2 separate regions of the Zea mays genome follow, and region 2 is linked to region 1. A link is a contact called in public Hi-C data. All regions are on one chromosome and are shown on one strand. Each heading gives the region's core, a stretch centred on a gene start, on an enhancer-like site or on the middle of the called end of the contact. The rest is flanking DNA. Distances are from core to core; before and after follow the strand shown. Region 1 holds the start of LOC100275070 (Adenine phosphoribosyltransferase 2). Region 2 holds the start of LOC100272770 (Nucleotide/sugar transporter family protein).

Evidence for each region. A called contact is a pair of places that touch in the nucleus more often than the background predicts.
Region 2: a Hi-C map of ear shows a contact between it and region 1, with 4 times the contacts expected there. The contact joins the promoter of LOC100272770 here to the promoter of LOC100275070 in region 1. A contact is called at or near these places in 3 of 25 Hi-C or Micro-C datasets (ear, endosperm and tassel).

Annotation. Positions count from the first base shown.
Region 1 is chr4:143,085,161-143,092,657 of Zm-B73-REFERENCE-NAM-5.0, reverse strand. It overlaps LOC100275070 (Adenine phosphoribosyltransferase 2), which reads right to left and starts at 3,013. Exons shown (of 6, transcript NM_001317853.1): 1 at 2,810-3,013; 2 at 2,496-2,606; 3 at 1,742-1,834; 4 at 1,227-1,379; 5 at 918-976. The coding sequence starts at 2,984.
Region 2 is chr4:143,265,194-143,272,690 of Zm-B73-REFERENCE-NAM-5.0, reverse strand. It overlaps LOC100272770 (Nucleotide/sugar transporter family protein), which reads right to left and starts at 4,127. Exons shown (of 10, transcript NM_001308272.1): 1 at 3,663-4,127; 2 at 1,904-1,980; 3 at 1,389-1,547; 4 at 1,146-1,275; 5 at 689-819; 6 at 562-606; 7 at 357-454. The coding sequence starts at 1,270.

The sequences.
Region 1 (7,497 bases), core at 1,764-4,263:
GAGAATAAGTTGTCATTTCTCCGATTATTCACGAGACTCAACCAGCACGTATACAGGTTTTCCATTCAACTTGTACAAATCCTGCAGGGAAGTTACGTAATTTAAATCATTTTTTCCCAAATCAACCAGTTTGAAATTTGGATAAAAGTGAAAACGAATGCTTCTTTGCTGCTGCGACCGGCCGGTTACTGAAACGGACACAAGAAGCAAAACTAGGAGGACTACGTCTGTCTCAGCTTTGTTTATCCTGGGACCTATACTACACAGTATCTTGTCACTCCTGAGACCATGGTACAACACAGCAGACCCGTGCTAAATTAAAACAAAGTAATAGTATATATGATGACCAAAATAAGCAGACTGGCACATGTACGTAGTGGTGTACCTTCTATAGTTTTAATTATTTAGGCAATAACAAACGACGCCGACCGGAATCTCATGTATAGTCATCATGTCTACGGATGCCCAGCTGGTACAGATATATTGATGAGTGATCTTATGTATCGGCAAGAGAGCAGACATGTTCATGTTGTTAGTACTCTATATAACAAAGCAAGCTGTTCCTCGCCGTTGTTCATAATCAAATCATGGGCTACATGATATATATAGTAATATAATAGCCTTCGGATCCACATAGATTTTAAGACCCCATGATTCTAGAGGATTCTAAGACACAGACACAGAATCCACGAAACAACATATATAGATTGTTTTTTATATCTGAAACCCAGATTTTACAATCTCATCCGAGCATGTCTAGTACAGGCTAGTACAGCATATGGAACCTAACGTTATCATAATACGTAATACAGGCTAGTACAGTAGTATATGGCAGTATGTCAGCTAGATTTTAATAATAAACAGCTGGTTTTGCATATCAGTAGTTCAGATTAGTTGTGAATCCAGCAACGCGGTACCTTGAATTTCGGGAGCCCAATGACACACGCGCACTCGACCACATCGGCTCCAGCACGTTCTGGAAAGCAATTTGTAGTAGTAATTAGCTCAAACATAAAAAAGGGCTAATACTCACTATTACTTTACAGTAGTATCATTGTCCACATTTCTCAGGCCAACTAACTACTACGTTTAACTGAGAAGGGGGGAAAAAAATGCTACTATGTGCTGGCACATGCAGTTCCAACGCAAGCAGCAGTACTGGATACTACTTCGTTTGAATTTGAATGCATAGTAGTAGTAGAGTTGAAACCGAGCCGCTCACGTACCTAGAAGCCTGATCGCAGCACAGAGTGTCCCTCCGGTCGCAACCAGGTCGTCGATGACCAGCACCCGCTCGCCGGATCGCTCGATGGCCCCGACACGCATCTCCAGGCAATCAGTCCCGTACTCGAGAACGTACTTCTCGGAGATCACCTCACCTTCCAATAATAATAATAATAATTGTTTCCGAGAGCCGGTGTCAGCACATGATTCTACAACATTGTGGACAGAAGTGGGGAATGAATGAATGATCGGTCTCGTATAAACCGTCTGTTGCATTTTTCTTTTAATATCCCATTCACGGGACTGCAACTGCATGCAGGCCAGACAAACAACTCTGGCGGTGTCAGAGATTATGGGCTAAGCAAGAACCCTCCTCGCTAAACATATACTTGATCAGGGTGTCGCCACAGGCTGGGCACTAGATCGACAAAAGCAACAGCTGGGTACAGTGCAGAGTGTGGAGATGGGTTAAGAAGAAGAAGAAAAACAGAACATGCATGGTCATGGAATCTCTCACCTGGGAGCTTCCTTGGCTTGCGCAGAGGTATGAACTTAGCGCCAATAGCCAGCGCGATCGCCGGGCCGAACACGAAGCCCCTGGCCTCAATCCCTGGACAGGAATGTCCAAGTGAACCCAACAATTTATCAGAGCCAGCGCAAATCGCTCGATTTGTACGTCCCGCTTGTAAAGAAAAATAAAAAAAATGGAAATTCGGGAACACGGCCCGCGGAACGGAAGCGGACAGAGGATCCAGCGAGCCGCAGAGCAAAATCTCGGAAACAGTTACAGCGACAGCGACAGCGGAGCCGCGTGACATCAGGGCGCGCCACCCGCGGAAACCGACGACGGGTGTGTACCGCCGGCGTCCCCGGACCGCCCGATCCCGTGCGCCGGCCGCACGCAACCGTCCGATCACGCGGTCCCAAGGGGGGCCACGTACCGGACGAGGCGGAAAAGCCTGGAAAGTCGCGTCGGCCCAGGTCAGTCATGTGCCAACGGACCCGGGGCAGGTGCGGGCGCGCGCGACGACAAAAGCCCGGGGGAGCAAAAGGACCAGGGTGATCTCAGAGATTTTACGGAATCTCAGAACTCTGCCCACAGCTCAGCTAGTCAGCTCCCCCCGCGGCTGCACGCGCACGGCCGGGACGACAGCGACGTGCCGCTCCAGTCACCGCAAGGCTGCCTACTCGGCACTCGGCAGTCGGCACTCGGCAGAGAGAGGTGGGCGGGACGATACTAGGGGAGGTGTCCGTCGGGTTCTGCTGCTTACCGGCGACGGCGTCGATGCCCATCCCGCGGTACCGCTCGACGAACAGGTCGACGGCGTCCTTGAACACCCTGGGGCGCAGCAGCAGCGTGGTGATGTCGTTGAACATGATGCCTGACCGCAAGCCCCCCAACGGCGCACGCATGATGCATGCACACACACACATACACAAGAGCGCGCGAAGCAGAAAAAAAAAAGAACGGTCAGCGTTACTGGCAAGCGGCGGCGTGATCAATCGGAGAGCAGCGCGTGGATGGAGATTGGAGAGGAATGAAAGAATGAACACGAGGAGGCCAAGGGCAAGGGCATGCACGCACCTTGCTTGGGGAAGTGCGGCACGACGCGGATGGCGTCGGAAATGCCCTGCAGCCGGGGGTCGGCCGCGGCGGCGGGGGCTGCAGCCGGCTCGCGGCCGACCTCCTTGCCCACCGGCTTGGCGTTGGTGCCGGCCTCCGTCAGGCTGACGGCGTCGCAGCTGGCCTCCTCGCCCATCAATTAATTCCTCTTTCTCTCTCTCCCACGCTCGGCTGGCTCGCTTGCTCGGTCCAAAACAAGCTTCCTCCTACGCCTTTGTTGTTGCTTGCTAGACTGGTGACTGGTGAGTGGTGAGCGAGCTAGTATTGAAGCAAGTGCCGGGGCTCCCTCGTTGCGCGCTGTTTATAAAGAGGAGGGCAGGAGAGCAGTGATGGTACGGCACGGCAGCCCACACCACGCATATATAGAGCCTACTAGTAAGACACTATACGTGCATAGGCACACCATCTCTCTCTCTCAGTGTGTCTCAATGTGTGACACTATACTTGCACAGTCGTAGACACAGTACGTGACAATGTGAGTGAGTGATGGTGGGTATTCCTCTTCCTCTTTTGGTGAAAAGCTTCGCGCCCTAGACTAGACCCAGTATTTTGACGGGCAGCGCCTAGCCGTTTTCAGAGAGGAAAGGGAAAGAAAACGGGGTGCGTTAGACTGCTTTCAACGGTTCCCATCGACCTCCCTCTCCCCCTCCCCTACCCCTTAGCCGTTTAGGGCCTATTAGCTTAGGCCCTCCTCGGCCGGGATCACGGCCTAATCCCATGGAATACCACCTCCTGGAAACAATCCTGGTCCAAAAAAGAAAGGCGCTCGGTTAAGTCCCTTTTGTCCCCCGTCCTAGAACTGTGCCCGGTCGAGTTCATGATTTTTTTATTGCCCCTGGTCTAGAACAGCGCCCGGTCTCTTAGGGGTGGAACGGCACCCGCGCGACATAAGTCGTAAAGAGTAGGCGGCAACGACGGTGTATAGGTGCGACATTAACCGAATAAACTTTTTGAGGCAGGGATTAAACATAGAGGGATTAAACCCCCAAGAGGATTAAGTGAAAGGGAGGGATCCACTTAATCCCTCCATGAATTAGATCCACTTGGGGATTCAATCCCTTGTAAACGAACATGCCCTTAGGGGGTTCAAATCCCTACGACGGTGCCCCCTTTGAACTCCTCTACACGCTACAATTTAAGTGGAGGCTACAGGAAACAAACAGATGTGGGGGTGCGACAGTGAGCCCTCTGCCCTCGGTTTACGTGTGCGGCAGTGTTTTTTAGTTGGGAAAAATGATAATAGATGGTGAATATGTATGAAAAATGATATTTTATGATTATAGTGGGGTATAGGGGAATGATTTAGGGGGAACCGCTGTACAGGGTGGAGATATAGGGGAAGAGAGATAGCTGACGTGGCGGGAAAGTGAGGTATAGGGAGAGAAATTTAGAGGAGATGATTGAAGACATACTTAGTCGTCAAGAGCCATGCAGTAGGCGCTGCCGCTGCTCCACGCACCTCCACTTGGGCTGGCCTAGCCAGTAGCTACCGGACCGCACCGGATTTCGCTTGTGGGTAGTACCCCGCCACCGCGCCCCGTCGGAACTCGCAGCGGCAGGGCCGGGTGGAGTGGGAGATCAGCCTACCTGCTGCCGCTGGCCGCTGCCTACATGAGTTGCAGAAAAAATACCATTTTGTTCAGTACCGTATTCCGTTTTTATCCGGACTATTTTTATATTTATGAGAAAAAATGGAAACCGGAGACAAACGGGATGATATATTACGGGAACGGGAACGAAACGGTTCAGTGTTTTTTCATACGTACTTCTGAAATCCGTTCTTTTACCGGGATATTCCCGTTTTCTCTGTTTCTAGAATCCCGTTTTAGGGTTCTTTGATGATCGGACAACACATTGAAAAGTGTAGTACATCCCTATAGTAACGGCATCTAAAAAGGCAGCATGGAAATCTATTGCAACAATCCATTGTCTAAAAGACTACACCCCCATAGTTCAAAGTAACCCATGTTAGTGTGCCTGCATGATAAATATATATTTCTTTACTCTCTAGCAACATCAAAGTATGCGATACAATCTCACAAAAACAAATGATACAAAACATGAAAAATAAAGCCTAATGTTATATGATGATGCTTGTTGCTGCCACCACCAAGTAACAATTTTGTGTTCTATGTTCTAGTCCTCATCCTCATCTATTAAAGCCGCATGTGGTTCAACTATATTTTGCTTGAAATAATCAACCTCTAAATCATCGGCGACCTAAAACAAGAATTCATCCTCCTCCCCTCTCTACCTTTGCATGTAGTAGTTTACTTCCAGTAGATCAATGAGATCATAAAGTCTAGCATTCTCATCCTCATCTCCCCACCCTTACCTTCCTCCACAATCTAAAATAACATTATGTGACCAAATTTGTTTTTCTACTTCTCTGCCTTCTTTTTAAAACTTGTCCTATGCTATCTTAGTGACATGGTCACCGTGTCCTGGTTTTCTTACATGGACGCATACAAAAAAGTTAGCCATGGTAACTAAAAGAAGGTAATAAAAACATACAGTGTCAATGCACTCACTAGTAAATTTACGCAAGCCAGAAACAAGCTCTGTCATGATCTGTATTGGAACTTTTCCATCCTCCTTTATCCTCTCCTCTCGGTTTCGCTTGGTAGCAACCTTTTTCCTCCCAAGTGAACCATTCGAGGGTACCTGGATGTATTGGGTGATTTAGATCCCTTTTTTGGTATCACAATGTTGCTCCTTTCAATACTTAAGGTAGTTATTGAGGAGCTCAGATTCACATCTAAACTTCTGGCCAAATGAACCTTCTATCTTATTGTATCCCTAACTTCCACTGTATCCACACATGATTATTATTTATATTTGCTAGTACTCTATTGAAAGGAATTAGTTAATTATGAAAAAAATCAAAAGTAAAGAGTAAAAGATGTAACCAACCTCATCATAATAACCCCATGTATTCGCACTAGTAATCTATTCCAAGCTTTGATGCCACATTGCACAATATAGGTGGGGCTCTGAGATGTTTTCTTCTCTTTCTCTCTCTCTATTTTATTTTTGGTTCATGATGATAATACTTAGACCATAGATCCACTCACTAAAATGACATTTTCAGTATCGGTGCCACACACAATGTTACATATGTATATGTACATACAAATATTGTTTTAAGAGAAAAATAAAACTCTTAACTTGTTCCTGTTACTACACTCAAACTCAAGATTATCTTTGGGTGCAACCTTAGCTAGATCTCGGCAATCATAGATGGTTGCCGAGTCATTTTGATGCGGCTTTGTTCTTCTCATCGCCCATCATTGGTTGATGGTTTGGGAGGTATAACCCACTACTTGAGGAACTCATGTTTCTTACACTGTCTTTGTTCACACATGATGTATCTTGGGTCCAACTTGTTCGGCCCATCGATCCACTGAAAGAAGTAATAACTCTCCTTGTCCTAAAAGAGTTGATGCCAAAACATTATCAGTTATTTCATAGAAAATATGAAGAAATACACAACAAACCATTATTTACAAAACAATCGCCATATATGTAGAAGGCATATGTGGTAGTATTCCGATGTCTTGATTAAAACAACATAGTCATATTTAGGTACCGGTAGTTTAGGATGAATAAGTGCATCCTTACAAGGCACATCTAGGTATAAAGCTTTAGGACAACCCTGTCTTCATCACTTTGGTCATACACCATTCATTTATTAAAACATAGGGTACCATGTACCAATCAAATATATGAACTACATCTGCGTTAAAAATCTAATATACTCTTATAACCTAAACTAACTTAATATAAACTAATATAAATAACTAAACATAAACTATATATTAAAGTTAATCATATAAAGTGAATTAACTAAACTTGCTAACTCCGTATTAACTGCAAAATTTAGCATTCATGCTAACTAAACGTAGATCATATACAACTACATTTACACATACAAATCGAGAACATAGCCTAAATACATATTTATAAACATATTCGGTGTAGAAAAACTCACTACCATTCTAGTTATAATTGGATTTTTGAGCGAAACCTTAGTCACCTAGGGTATTCTTCAAACCAACATTAAAACATGCAAATGAGTGATGAAATACCAATTACCAAATCGAGAGATTTTAGATAGTGAAGTGTGGAAACTGTATGAGCTTCTTAGGCTATTCCTAATCCAAAATATCATACTCCAATATCCAAGAATGCTACATAGGATAAAAAGTATGATACTAATACAAAATACATCCTCCACAAGGTATAGTATCATACTTAGTATACTCCCTCAGTTCCCTATCTTAAAGTCACGAAGTTATATCCTAAGTCATTTCTTTCAACTTTGATCGGTAATAAAAATATTCATAAATATTTACTAAATAAAAATAGAACTATTAAATTTATAAATAATTTTTGCAATTTAAAAATAAATATTTTTATAGATATTGTTGGCTAAAGTTTCAAAATATTGACTCAGGACAAACCTTCGTGACCTTAAAATAAGGAATGGAGGGAGTATGTTTTAATTATTTAATTGGTGTGATGTTTTGTCTATGAGAATAAACCTAAGCATTATTTTTTGTGCCATAAACTAAGATATCGTGCTAAAGCAGTATCTTATTTAAGATACAACTTTTTTCTTCATCCTATTAAATACCTCGCCATATCAT
Region 2 (7,497 bases), core at 2,878-5,377, 180 kb before region 1:
GTTTTGCAAACTAAACTTCCAGCCACAGCAAGAGTTCAAGGCTAACTGGGCAATTGACAGTACACAAACAGAACAATATCTTGCAAAACTAAACTTCCAGCCGCAGCAAGAGTTCAAGGCTAACTGGCCAATTGAAAGTACACAAACAGAACAATATCTTGCAAACTAAACTTCCAGACGCAGCTTGAGTTCAAGGGCTAACTGGCTAACTGAGTAACTGACAGTACAAGCACACCGATGAAGCTAATTAACATTACTCGTGGTTTTTGAATTTCGTGATGTGCATCCACAAACAGCCTTTAAATGCCTACTAAAACTGACAAAAGGAGGGTCAGCAATGCACAAATTAATGTTACCATGAACCCAGGGGAATAAAGGTACGGAAATTCCATGGCCCTCTTTAGGTCACCCTGAATATATGTCAATAACAGTACTGAAGGTCCACAGACAAGTCCTGAAATCCAAACAGGATATAAGATTTTAAGACATAAGAAGTTTGATCTGAAGTTAAGAGCAATCAAAATAGTGTTCAAGAAGAAAAAAGGGCAATCAAAATGATACCATTGCACCACATCAGGCCAAAGCTATTGAGGCCACTAGATTTTCCTATGGAAGAAAAAGAACATCTGATCAGAAAGATTTTGTACGATGAAAGAACACTATATGTTGGAAAAAGGAACTGCTTTACCTATACGGTTGATAGTAGCAAGGTAAATGGCTGTCGTAATGTTGGCCACAAAGACAATAGCATACCCACGAGCATCAAATGACAAGTCTCGAGCTCCAGCAACGAATGCTCCGAATACAATCAAAGCCACACTGATAAAACCTTAGTTAACAACCAGATAGTGGAACAATATAGATTCAGAACACTACCAAGTTCTGAAAACGTTCAGCATAACAAATGTTGTATGCAAAAGAAGGGTACAGGTACAGCAGTAGGCACACAAACCTATTACTACTGGATGAAACAAATATAATCATATAATCAAAGGCTTATACAAAACGGATAATGTGCTCAAATACTTTTGTTTGACACTGTCTAGGGCAGAAATGCATTGAATGAAATGAAACTTACGCTAGCTAACTACCGCAAACTATTCATTCTTGAGATACAGAAAAAGAACAAATATCCATATATTTACCTGCCTATTATAGGTGGGGTGTGCTTCTGCTTTGCCAGGAAATACTCCATTGTCATTGTAAACACAACTGTCGTGCGCCGTAGAGTTGTATACATAGGAACATTAACTCCACGGACCGATTCCATTGAAGCTAGCTTTTTACCAAAAAAGAACAGTAAACACCAATCAGAATTCAACATGAACAGAAATGCATGAGCCTAATTATTAAACACACTAATACTGTATGTAAGGGGATCAGCATACCATGTAGAGTAAATAAGCCAAGGAAAGAGGTGTGGTGCGTAGTAATAACCTAAACGGCACAAAGAATAGTGAATCAGAAGGCACTGATGGATCACTATTAGTGAAGGAGATGATCTTTAATCGTCTCAGAACATAAAGAAGGCACGTTGAGCACACCATCTGCACATGTTTGTTAAGTGTTAACAAAGAAGGGAGAAAAAACACAAATGATAGAATACAAATGTACACTAGAAGTTTAGCCAACAGCAACCAGAAGATTTGGGATCCACTATTTCCCAAGGATGAGCAAAGTGAAAATATTTGCAGCACTTCAAGCAAGACTTGGAACATTCATGAAATAAAATTAAAGGCAGTATTTGTTGATATTTGGAACTATAGCATGGGGAAAAATAAATATTTTCAATAACAAATCGATTAAAAAATCATGGAACACAGACATGAAACTTTCAGATACTCCATCCAGAAAAGTGCATGAAGCATGCACGCCATAGATTTTCCCAGAACACATCCAGTACCTGAAGGAGTGTGATGACATTCGCACAAGGGAAATTATACGAAGAGAGAGCTGCTTTGTTAAACATCACTAGCAACACTGCAAATTGAGAAGTACCAAAATTAGTACAGCAAATGGGTTCTGAAAATGGAAACGAAGCAATAACACATCATCTTTCTGTGGACATTGGTTCTTTGGTTACCATGCTTCTAGAGCTAAAGAAAATGGCATCACAGAGTGAATCATCAAGCAACTCAAATGAATGTATGGGTATGAACTTGTAGCAGATTAACAGTGTGTAAGATAATTTGAGGCACACAAGTACAATATGTGGAGTCCACATAACTAAATATTGCATTGGCATACTGCACATGTTAAGGAGAATACAGAACAAACAAAACAATGATTAAGAGACCCTTTTTTTCGTTTTTCTTGCTCAACCAGATGTTTGGTGCAAATACGCGATCTATCTAAATATTTGAAAGAAGCAATGTAGATAAACCAAAATTAAGATGAAATGAATCAAGTAAAACTGACTACCATGCATTGTGCAGAACTCCTTCAACTGGTATTATAAGCAGATCGCAATGTCCAAACTCGCAGCATAGAGATCGGATTAGATGAATGATTTTGAATGCAATGCAAAAGTGACTTCCAGCGCAATTTCAGTCATGAATGCAAAAGGGGGTATCATTAGTAACTCCAACATAATCAGCCCAACTACAGTAACCCGTTCACAGTTCTCCAACCTTCCAGTAAGCAGCACATATAAATGAAAGACGAGTTTAATTGTGCAATCAAAACCTCATTCACCACTTAACAATGACTCAAATCTTCCACACTAATCCCCCCACCCTAAAAGTGAAAATGGTTTGTTGATTTTTCTCTCGTGTTTTTCCTCAGTGGGACCACCTTCCTTTGTTCCAATTTCGTCATGCAACAAATGAGCAGGTTTCAGTTCAAAAGGCTAGATAGATAGATAGTTAGATGAAGACAATGATGTATCTATTCTATGAAATGGTTATTCTTATCCAGTTGAACCATCATCCAAATATGGGGTTGAAGTAATTTACATCCTATCGTCAGCATCAAGCAATATAGTACATGAGATAACAGGGGACCATCACTCTTCATGACAGGTCCTCTGTTTGATCTAATTTCATACAGGTAGCAGCTAGAAAGCTTACTCCATTGACCTATTCATTCTGAAATGTATTCCGACAGGGTTCTGTGATTATGTTCTTCCACAAGTCACAAGTGTGCCCGAGCAATAAGCATAGACCCACTCCAAAGGCAGATAAGGTAGCATGGTAGCTCCATTTGTTACCACCAAAATTCAGCTAACATTACGACAGTAAATAACATATTCATCATGGCTGCAGCCTGCAGGCTCAATTATTTGTATGAAATAGCCCATTCCTTACTTATAGAATTTCGTAAACATGTATGTATGCCGTATATACTGTCCACTTTGCGTATAATTCATAGCAACAGAACTAGGAAAACGGTCTCTCACTCTTCCAAAAAGCTCGGTCGCGCTGCCAAAAGCCGAAAGGCCAAAGCACAAGTCAACCATCCGGCACGAGCTCCAAAATCACGTACTAAGCTGAATCCAACAGAAAACGTGGCGACTAGCACAGGCAACGAGTCAAACACGTGATGCAGGTGTTCTCCCGTCCCCAAATTCCCTGAACGCGACGAACGAAGCACAGTGCACCAGCAGCACGGCCGCACCGCGAGCAGTCTACGCGACAGAAACAAGCAAATAAAGCCGCGCGTACCGGAGCATGCCATGTAAGAGAGCGCGGCGGTGCCGCCGCGGCGGGTCATGGCGGACCCCTTGAACAGCACGGCATCGTCGCCGCCTGCCCCTCCGCCGTTTCCCTTGCCGTCGTCCGCTGAGACCGGCAGCAGCGCGCCCCTCTCCACGCCGCCCTTCGCCATCCCTCCGGCTAGGATCTCCGCTCCCCGATCCGCCTCCTCCTAGCCCCTCCTGCTCCGCCCGCGAGCACGCCGAGGCCGAGGAGCAGGAGGATATTTCTGTCCCCACCCACTTACTTGGCTCTGGCCCTATGCAGCGCGCCTGCACGCGACTGGACTCGTGCGCCGCGCTGGTAACAACAGGTGCGGGGGTGCGTTGTCTGCCTCGTCGTCCTCGCCTCGGCGACTGACTGACTTGGCGGTCAGCGACTCCGGACGCCGGAATGGGAGCGGATGCGGAAGCTTCTGCCCGACCGCGCCGGCAGCCGCCTTTTATTGGAAGCGGACGGACGGGTGCGGTTTGGGGCAAGTTGCTGCTCGGTGTCTGGCTGGCCTGCCTCGCGCGTCAGTCCGTCACGTTGCGAATTGCGTTGCATCCAGGCGTTGGACGACCGTTGGTCACATCGCGATCGCGTCGGGGTCACAGCTACAGGGACCCGGGTAAAGTGTGCGATGTCAATACACCCGGACACTCACGAGGCAGGGCCCTGATAAGAAGCTAGTAATCCTCGGCGAAGGGATGACATCCAGCGATCCACCAGCCGGAATTAGAGATGGCAATGGGTACCCGAAACCCGATGGGTTTTTACTTTATTAGAGTACAGGTTTGGGTCAATTTTCATATCCATGAGTTTGTTAATGAGCATAAATGTATACCCGACGGGTTCATGGGTACGGGTTTGTTCCTATAGTACCCAAACTCGTGAACCCATGGATTTTTTAAACCCGACCAAACCTAGTGCATATTGTCATTTTATTTTATAAATAAACAACATACTTGTTATCTACCTATTTACTTCCTAATTTTTATCAAATAGTGAATGTATAAGTAGTTGGTGATAGTGTTGCTTGCTTGTTATTATAGTTATTACTAGCGTTATATATGTGGTGGATGTATAACTTAGTGCAAGGTAACTTGATTATACAACGTATTATTTGTATTTAATTCTCTCTACTAATATTATTTATACCAAATCATGAACTCGTTGTTCGTTATATAAACTTTGGACCATAATCTCATTAATCATTACGATACTTATTGATTATAAAAAGAATAAGCATATTGGAGATAAAAAACCTGCGGGTAACCCGTGGGTAACCGCAAACCTGATAGGTACGAGTTTAGGGGTTTTTTAATGGGTATAAATATTTTTCACGGGTACGGGTTTGGGATAGCAAAACCTGGCGATTTTGTACCCGTTGCTATCTCTAGCCGGGATACGGTGGCGCTGTGTGTCGTTCATCCGATGGCATGCGCTAAAAAGGAAGGGCGATTCTGGTGTTAGTGATCCGATCTGCCCAGCCCAGGGCTGCAGGGATCTAGATTAGCGATATGATTCTTCGCGTCACTCATCTTTGGGAAGTAATTGGAGATGCCATGTGCTGTTTTTATTCGCCTTATTATTAGGATGCGTAATCGGATACTGAGATTGCACATACATCGTGTCTGCCGTTACGCGTACCCGCCATCCCTGATTATCTACAGCCGCTTAAAAGAAACACTAAAAAAATGCTAGTTTTGCCGCTCAAGAAATTTATTGGGATAATAAGATTTATTTTTTTGCCACACAAACCTTTACTGGGATTTAAAGCAAAATCTTAAAGCACTTAAAATGAGCACTCTAACATATTGAAGCGATATTAAGATTTGCCACGCAACAGTTATCTATTGCCTAAATTAAGCACTCTAAAATCTTGAAGCAACATCGAGGTTTCACGTGGACGTATAAGAAATTTACTTGTTACTTAAAATCATTCTCTCTCCATCTCATAATAAAAAATGCTTTCTATAAATTCTTAGTATCCGCATCTTTGCATGCACCCGTGATCACCCCTTCGCTAGGAGTTAATGTCTTATGTTTTTTGTAGAATATTATTTTTTTTAGACAAATACGAAACCTCATAAAGTTATTTATTTTAAAATAGATAGAGTAGTTGTTAAAAGCTTGATTGTGTCGTCTAATGATTCTTACTTGATTACCTTGATTCTAAGATGATTTTATGGTTCTAATAAATATGATCCTATGATTTTGTAATTATATTGTTGTAGTTCCAATAAGATTTAGGCCACAAGTTTAATAATCTTACTGAAAAAATAAAATAGGTTGCAAGCGTCTAAGATATTAGGTAAGTTAGTAGATGACAAGTGTTTTGATAATTAGCAACTTTTGTATTTCTGTTATTGTGCAGTCTAATTCCACGCAATAACGAGAGGTGAGGCTTTTGTATTGGGAGAGTGAGTTTCTAGTTATAGTCCAATTACAAGGAATTGAGTCTCTGATTCCAAATCTCAATTCCACGTGCAATCAAACAACAGAATTTAGAAAACTGATTCCAATTCCCAATTATGTGCTCTAATATTTATATTTAAATAGGGTGTAAGGTTAGTTTCAATGAGTTCTGTCATAGTTTTATTTATATTTAATAATCTACCAGATAAATATTTCATGAAATAACAACACAAGAAAAGAGGTAAGAAGTGAGTTTCGTGAAGACAAAACTCTTTGGGCGTATTACCAACTCTTTATGAGTCATAAATTAAATATCTATAAAACCATGTAATAAAATTTTTTATTGAGAGTTGGTGTTTCATTTCTTTCTATATGATATGCAGTCTTAAAACTGACAAAAAAAACTTTTAATTGAATAGAACAACATAATATAGCAAAATACTCAAGTAGCCTAACTTCACTTCTCCCTTTTTTATTATTTGAGGGGGATTACAAAGGTACCTTCGACTTTCTAAATCAAGAGTTCAAAGATCACAAAAAACATTTTCGTGTGTGGAACAATTTTAGGGAACTACGTCTTGCCCACCCTCAATGAATGGTATTGTTTCTCTATTTATAGTGGTAAGGTACATCTTCGTATGAAATTACAATCATGCCCATAAGCCATATTTACATAATCTATATGTTCATCATGCTGGAAGGGCTTTTGGAGTCTTTCCTTCTTCATCTGCTTCTTATGTCGAAGTTATGTGGCCGAAGCTTCTTCTCTTCGTCGATCACATTCGCCAGTTCCAGTTTCGTTCTCCTATTGTGCGGGGTTCCGGACAAAGGATAGCTTCGTAACTTTTCTGCTGGCACCTGAAATGTGTTTTGTCATACAAAACTATGCTTAGGGACCTTTGGCTACGTGGACCCAAAAGTAACCCCTTGCGGGATTAGTTTGTTTTTCAAAACGAGCTCAGACCACATAAATGAAGGATAAAGGCCTTGAGCCGAAGGTTTGAAAAAACCTTCCCAAAGCTCGTTATAAGAAACAAATTCGTGGTTAATGACTAGGTGGGTCCACTTTGCAGTGGGAAAGATTAGTGAATCTCGGACATCGCGCCTCTTTTTTGTATAAAAGTGGTGAATGCCGCACTGCCACGCATGACATTTACTGATGTTGGATTGCAATTTCTAGCCTTTTTTCTGCCTTCGAAGCTTGCTTCAAATCATCTTTAAGAAGCCCTTGTTCTCTTAGAGTTAGCTTTCGATGCTCCTAAAGCGAAGGGAGAGGCTTCAATTACGGGAGCCTAAGCGACCGTGCCAAGCGTTGAGGATACTGTTGTGGACCCAGCTAAGGAGTCGGATGATGACAACAAAGATATTGACATTGAAGCAGGCATCAATGATATCTGACCTACGA